Regions from separate parts of the Mus musculus genome. Here region 1 is linked to region 2. The links are chromatin contacts, called in public HiChIP or PLAC-seq maps. All regions are on one chromosome and are shown on one strand. The core of a region is the stretch at or near the end of the contact, and the rest is flanking DNA. Distances in the headings are between cores, read along the strand shown. Region 1 holds the start of 4930518C04Rik (a long non-coding RNA gene). Region 2 holds the start of Cln5 (ceroid-lipofuscinosis, neuronal 5).

What was found. HiChIP or PLAC-seq counts read pairs in DNA pulled down with a chosen protein or histone mark.
Region 1: a contact with region 2 is called in an H3K4me3 HiChIP or PLAC-seq map of bone marrow-derived macrophages, with 5 times the contacts expected there. The contact joins the promoter of 4930518C04Rik here to the promoter of Cln5 in region 2.

The regions. Positions count from the first base shown.
Region 1 is chr14:103,896,623-103,900,213 of GRCm38.p6, reverse strand. 4930518C04Rik (a long non-coding RNA gene) reads right to left here and starts at 1,447. Exons shown (of 2, transcript XR_383716.3): 1 at 856-1,447; 2 at 1-733.
Region 2 is chr14:103,068,790-103,072,792 of GRCm38.p6, reverse strand. It overlaps Cln5 (ceroid-lipofuscinosis, neuronal 5), which reads right to left and starts at 2,577. Exons shown (of 4, transcript NM_001033242.1): 1 at 2,326-2,577; 2 at 994-1,159. The coding sequence starts at 2,447.

The DNA of each region.
Region 1 (3,591 bases), core at 198-2,697, 830 kb before region 2:
AGTCTGGAATTTAAGCTTCTTGCAGTGTAAGCGTCTACTTCAACTCTTTAAATATGCATATAAAATATGTCTTTGTTCTAGTATTGATGATGAAAAATAACAAAAAAAATGAAAAGTTCTTTTTGAAGCTGCTTCAATACGCACATGCACCTTTTCTTTCTGTTCACATTGTTGTTGTTATTGTTGTTGTTGTTGTTTTTATAGTATTCAACAATTAAATCTGATGTGTTTTACAAACTCATTAGAAGACTGAATTTTTTTCATCAGCGTCAGTTCTTAAAAAATTCTGGAAATTCATGTTTATACAAAGCTTGGAAAAGCAGAGGATAAATACTAGGGAAACATTCCAGTCGACTTTGCGCAGGTCAGAACCCCAACATTTTTTTTTCTAACATCGTGCCCCTTGTTTATTTACAGCCGCAGATACGCGCTAGCTTCTGGTGCTGGTGGAATGAATGCGCTGACCTCACACACACATTTCTGCCAGTGACGGTTTGAAGATGATAAAGTAGTCCAGAGCAAATATCTCCACTCTCTGATAGCGGGAGGCACTTTGTGTACAAAAAGCAATGGTCTGGAACAGAGTCAAGCTCTAGAAAGCAGGACAGTCGTTTCTCATCATAAACACATTATTCCTGTCGAGTCGAAGGAGAATGGTGGAGGTAGGGAAGGCTTTGAAAACAGCATACACGTTCCTCATGACTTCCCTTGTGAACAGGGGCCTCAGATCAGCCTGCAGTGGACATCAGAGGGATTCACGTTACCCCACTGTGATGAATAATGAAACACAATGCATAATTGTCCGCAAGTTCTTAGAACCTCCTCAGACCCCAGCTACCGTGCAGAATGCATTACCTCAGGCTCCACGGGGTCACGAGGGAGGTAACCAAGAGTCGGGACGAGTAAATAGACAGTATTGTACCAAACTCCTGTCGCTATGACAACCCTCTAGAAATGCCGGACTCCCATTTTCTCAGCTGCTTTTACTGCTCTGAGGAGAAAGAACAAATGGCCTTTGCAAGCGGCAACCCTGGTTAGTCTCCGACTTTACAGCTTCACCATAGACATGCCCACACAAGTCACTTTCCTTCTCTTCGTCTCCAGCAAATATCGTCAAAATATTCTTCTCATGTGAAAGGTGCTTAATCTTTTACAAAATGAAGTAGTGATGCAGGAAATCTCATTAAATTGCATTTACGTTATAACTGATAGAGATTTTAGCAGCGCGGGCTGAATCAAACTTTCACACTTGAGGGGCCAGCGAGAGTCCTTTCTCTTCTCAGTGTGAAGGATTTAAGTAGCTGAAGGCATCTCTGTGGTGTGAGAGTCTGGTGGGAAGCAGCAGCCTGTTACCCTGACACTGCATCCAGGCGCAGGAGGGGTGTGAGGCTTAGGGGAAATGAGTGTGGTTTCATCTATTGGGCAACTTCTTGTTAATGAAAAGTATGCAGTGCGGCCCGTGCATTAGCTCAGAGCACAGAAGATTCGAGGGTCACCTGACTTTCCAGTGACGCCCCACATAACACTCTCAGCCCTCCTTAATGCAAAACATGCATGTATATTTCCTTTCTTAAAATTAGTAAAACAGTTTTTTACTTATTGCTAACTCTGCCATTCAACATAAATTATATGAGGCCGGAAAACGTTTATCTCCTGTAACTTTCTTTTTCCCGGGAGCTCAGAATGGCATAAAAGTTCAAGGCATATCTACTGAATAAAAACAAGAGTTAATAAATGAATCTTTCAACACTTTGTTCTCAGCCATAGATAGGAGGAAATACTATATATGATATAACATTATTCTTAATACCAAGTATGACATAAATTTGAAATATTTTATGAAGTAAATCTGCAGTTAACATGAGCTGTTATAATTACTCAATACCAAAATGTTCAAAATCCAGAGAAAATATAAAACTCAAGAAGAAAAATAATTCTTTCATAAAACAAGTTATATTTCCTAACTAATGAACTGTGGGGTGTGTGTGTGTGTGTGTGTGTGTGTGTGTGTGTGTGTGTGTGTGTGTTATGTGGTGTGTGTATGTGATGTGTGTCTGTGTGGTGTGTGTGATGTGTGTGTGTGTGTGTGCGCATGCGCACACACATGCACTCTCACAAGCATGCCTGCCCGTGCACTGTCTATAGACCACAGGACTACTTGCCAGAGTCAGTTCTAACCTTTCAATGGGGCCTGAGAACTGAAGTCAGATCAGGATCTGACCCAGTGGCAAGTATCTTAACTCACTGAGTTATACAACCAGACCAAGAGGATAGATATTCTTAATGTTGCTTAATATACCAGGCTTGTCATACATAGGCTTCTGCTTTATGAGCTAATAATAACATTTAAAAACCAAAAGAGCGTCTGAGAGTGTAGCTCAGTGGTAGAGCCCTTGCCTAGAATCTATGAGGTCCAATGTTTCAATCACCAAAACACACACACACACACACACACACACACACGCACACGCACACGCACACGCACACGCACACTGAAGAGGTGGGGATAAGAAGGAAGGAGAGAGAAGGAGATTGTCATTTTACATAAAAGGCAATTTCTTGTTTAGATACAACTCTTCATGAACTTAGGGATGAACTTGAGTCATGTTCATGACTGTCTTTTTTGTTTCATATTTAACTAAAATGCATTGGATGAGAATCCTAAGGAGAAACGAATGTCAGGTGAGGTAGAAAAGGGCCATCAGGGTGGTGTCCTGAGAAAAGTGGGGCCTGCAGGCAGAGGCAGCTCACCCAGATGACCTGGCTCAGGCTGCAAACTCAGATGAACATCTACATAGCTCCACAGAGGCAAACATCACAGCAAGGAGGAACAGCAAAACAGGGCCAATCAGCCAGTCATACTAAAAGCTAGCCTTCTAGAAAAGAATTTACAATGTGCATTGAAGAATATTAAGCATTATGTTGTGAGTGTTCTCTTCCTGGGTCAGTTGCACTTTTCAGATACACCTGCCAGAAATGAAGTAAGTTTTGAACAATAGAGAATTAGATTTGTGTTGATTTAATGAGAAATGCTTTTTATTTGTTTTATATATATATATATATATATATATATATATATATATATATTTGTTTTCTGTGGCAAGTAGTCTATTGGAAGTTGATTGTAGGCAGTAATTTAGTACAGAGCAATAGCTGGCCTATTCTCTTGAGCTTGTATTCTGGATTATAAATCCAACTTCATAGTTGGAGAGGATGCGCCTAACCCCGCAGAGACTTGATGTGCCTGCCAGGTGGGGGAATACCCAGGAGACACCTCTCCCTTTCAAAGAAGAAGGGTTATGAGGAAGGGACTGTGAGGGAGACAAGGAAGGGGCAACATTTGGGATGTAAATTAATTCATTAAAAAAATAAGGCCAACTCAAGGTTTAAAGAACTCAAGGTTTGAGAATTCAAGGTTTAACTAGAAAAGTGCTGATTGTGTCATGCTAATGATGGTTAGCCTTTGCTGCAGGGTCTCTCTTCCCTCCTACTCGCTATGTGGAGTTACTTAGCTTTCCCAGCTATAGCAGAGGTAGAGGAACTAGATTATAGAAAACATGGAAAGACAAAGGACAAGCTGAGATAATCAAC
Region 2 (4,003 bases), core at 1,328-3,827:
CTTCTCATTCCTAGAAGCTGAGTATGCAAGGAGGGTTGAGATTGTTGCAAGGTAACCCCTCCTGAGAACACATGGACTGTCCAAGCCAACAGAAAGTCTGTATTCACAGGCCAAAGGGCTAACCTGGGAAACTTGTCCAGGTGTGTAGCCATGAGCCTTACCAACCTTGGCTTTACACACACACACACACACACACACACACACACACACACACACACACGGTTCATACATTTAGACACTTTCCCAGAATTCTTTACCATGATAGACTGAGTCTTTGCTCTTGTCTCAGCCAGGGTTGGGGTCTACATGCTGAGCTTTTAGGTCAGAAGGCATCAGCTGTGCTAAGGTCTGGGCGCCCACTGCAAGACTCTTCACAGCAAAACAGATGAAGGGCAGGGCACATGCTCCTCATGGCAGCCTTTGCTCTGTGTTTGAGACAGTGGTATCCTGTACCCCAGCTTGACTCTGGAATGGTGATGCTCTTGCTAGGACCTTCCAAGTCCCAAGATTACAGTTGCACAGCTCCATGCCGATCCAGTGGTAACTAACTCTTCCTGACTCCCAACATAAAGGTGCTAGGAACTATATCACAGGCTGCAGAGATGGCTGAATGGGTAAGGGTGCTTGTTATGCAAGCATGAAGACCTGAGTTCAAATCCCCAGCACGCATGTCGTACCTAAAAGCCAGTCATTTCCACTTGTGTCTGTCATCCCAGTGTTGAGGGCAGGAGTTGTCTCACTGGCCAACCAGTTTAGACAAAAATGTATGCTTCAGGTTCAGTGAGGGACCCTGTCCTAAGGGAATGATATGATGAGTGACACCCAGCAGCCTCCAGCCACTTGATGCTTGTGAACAGGTGCACACACACACACATAACCCGCACATACAAAGTTATCAATTAATATGACCTAGTAACCATTTGACTACTCATTTAAGTCAAAGTAATAGCTGAATTACTTAAGTAAAGCTACAAGATCAAGATGCATTCTTACAAAGTGTCCCAGGAGGTCTCCATATTTAAATTCCCAAATCGGGGCTTGTAGTCGTAAGACCTCGATGACGTCATTGTCCTTCATAACTGGGATGGGCGAGCCGGTAGGACAGAAAGTATACTTAGCTTGACAGTAGGGATCTGTCTTCGGACGGAAAGAGAAGCGCCTGGTGAGAAAGAGAACCATCCTCAGAATTGCTCTTCTAACAATCTTAACACGGGGACAAAACCTGATCTAACTTACAGCTATATACCAGTTGTCAGGTGGGAATGTCAATCGGGGCTTCTTTAGAGTCAAAAGACCAGTCAGCCTCCGTCTCCTGGTATTAGATAAAATACTTTGAGATTTACAATCTCTTTCTTGTTTTATTGGGTATTTAAGGTTTTTTTTTTCTTGTGAATATTTTCATGAAAACCAACCTCAACCCTAAACTTTTTTTTCTCTCATATATATTTAGAAGAACCAATTCATGAACAGAACACATGAATATTTAAGTTTGGCAACTGCTGGTTTTCACCAGAAATGCGAGGGCTACTATCATTTCCTGTTTTCTGTCCAGGGTATGTGAGCATGAAGATTCTGAGTTAAATTCCCTAAGACCGCACAGAGGATGAGCAAATGGGACCAGATTTGGTCTGCAGCCTTCAGAACTAAGAACTCCTTAGAGGAACATGCATCATGCCATGAACCCCCCCGCCCCTCATTCTGTTATGCAAAACATATGCTTTCAAAAGCTGCATCTCTTTCCACTTCACTATGCCCACGCCAGCCACCACTCCACCCACCCCTGTCCCCCGCAACCCCGAAGACCGAGCGCTTCTTGTTTCGCAATTCCCCACAGGCTGTCAAAACTTAGCTAAGTCAAAGACTGCGATCACCTCCTCAGGTCCGGAGCCCTACCTACCCTCCAGGTTGAAGTGGACCAACAAGGTGATCCTGACTAGCCTAGGGAGGAAATTCCCCGGGTCAGTCAGCTAAATTCCCCATTTAGCTCAGTAAGGACACAGGGGAGCAAGCAGGCTCCCTGTAAATTCTCCCCAAATGTTATGCAATGGCAGCTAACGATAAGGCATGAAATAATTGCAGTGTTTAAAACATTTTAACCTGCTCTCCAAGTCAGTAGCACCTAAAAGTCACTCCGTGCAGTGATGTCACTCTCCATTCCTCCCAGGACTCTGAACTGCCCAGAACCGGTGAGGATCCCCGAGTTGCCAACTATTTAGGAACTATGCTCTTAGTGTCGCCCGCCCTGTGCCCTGCGTCCCCGGGCGCGCTAAGGTATCGGATCCGCCCTCTCCAAGTCCCCTCCCCGCCCCGCTCCGTCTCACTCACTTGTAGGGCACCGGCCAGCGTTGCCCAGACGTCGGGGACGCGCCCAGAATCGTCGCCAGCCCGAGCAGCGCCAGCGCGAGCGCCGGGCGCCAGTGCGCTCCACATGGCCCCCCGCGCAGCATCCGCGGCTCCCTGAGATCCCGGAGGCTCCGGGGCCCCGGCGTCGGCCTTGCGTGCGCGCCGCCGCGAGGAGCCAGCCAAGCACCAGCGCCGGCTTGGCCGTGTGACCTCCGGGCGCGTGACGCCTCCCCTGTCCCGGCCGGGGCGGGGCGCCTCTGTTCCAGCGCGCGTGCGCTGGACGCTAAAAAGCCCTGTCCTCCCGGAAGGGTGAGACTGGTACTGCAAAACTCACTCCAGCCTGGTGGATGTGTGCTATGCCTCTAGCGCAAAGGTGCTTTCTGCCCTCCCCGCAGCCATCACCAGCCAAACCGTAACAACAATAAAACACTTATGAACTTTCTTGACCCACATGGCCCAGGCCAGTCTCCAACACAAATCTTCTGCTTGGAGACACTGGGTGCTCAGCGGAATTAAAAAATGAGGACATTACAGGAAATGATTGCCCTCTCCTGGCCTCTCTGAGAATGTTGCAAAGATCAGCAATGACAATATGCTTTCCGTGCTGCCATCGGCATCACCAGACTTGGACTGCTCTGCTCCGGTTCTGTCCTCTGCCACACTTAGTATTATCCGTGACTCTTCAAAGCTTAAGACCGACCAATAGAGCTAGGTTTAATCCATTTATCCTCCGGTCCTCCTTTGTCCAGTAAGTGTAAGATTGCTAAGAGCATCACGCCATACGGAATCAGGCTGTTCAGGCCACTGCACTGAGTGATGGCAACCAAGATCACTCACGTACGCTGGAGATGAGACTGGAACAGGCAGTATTTTGGAGATCTCCTAGCAAACCCACTATGTGTATGCACATAGGAGCTGCATGAGGTCTGAACTACAAAGCGAACACGGGATCCTTTTTGCTTGCCAACTCTGAAGCTCAAGAAGAGATAGAAATGTCAGATCCAGAAACCCTTTATCAAAAGTTTTGGACCTATCTGGGTTGTAGTGTGAGGCTGATATTCTCAGAGATTCCTCTGCCAAAGGTTCTAGCTGTTTCGTCCTTGCTGATGTATTTTCCAAAAGGAAAAAAAAAAAAATTAAGTCTGTAAATTTTAGGAGACAAAGTTTCTCAGGGAATGAAAAAAACAGGGTGTCATCATGATACTTTAACGTGTCCTAGCAGGTGATGGCTGGCTTTCTCTTTTTGACTTCAGGATGATAACTAGCCAGGCAAACGTGTTAAGTTCAAGCTCATCTTTGCTTTCTTATTTATAACTCTGTGAACTAAATAAATCACTATTCTGAGAAGGGTTTCCAGGTTGCTAAAGGTTCTGTCAAACACGACATGCTTTTTTGCTTCGGACACACCAATTTTCTAACCACATTTTAATGAAAGAGTAATGATATTTTAACTAGGTTTGTAGGCCTTAGATATACTCACCTGCTTTATAGGTGCTTAACTGCCCTAAACAAATACATCAACTGTATTGTAGCCTCTAATTTCAGATTTTTCTTAACAGTTTTTCTTGCCTATCACAGCATAATGTCAAAGATGCTACAATAGGTCAAAGGTGAGTTTAAAGGTTCAATTTAGGGTTGAATTTAGTAAAGTTAGAAATTG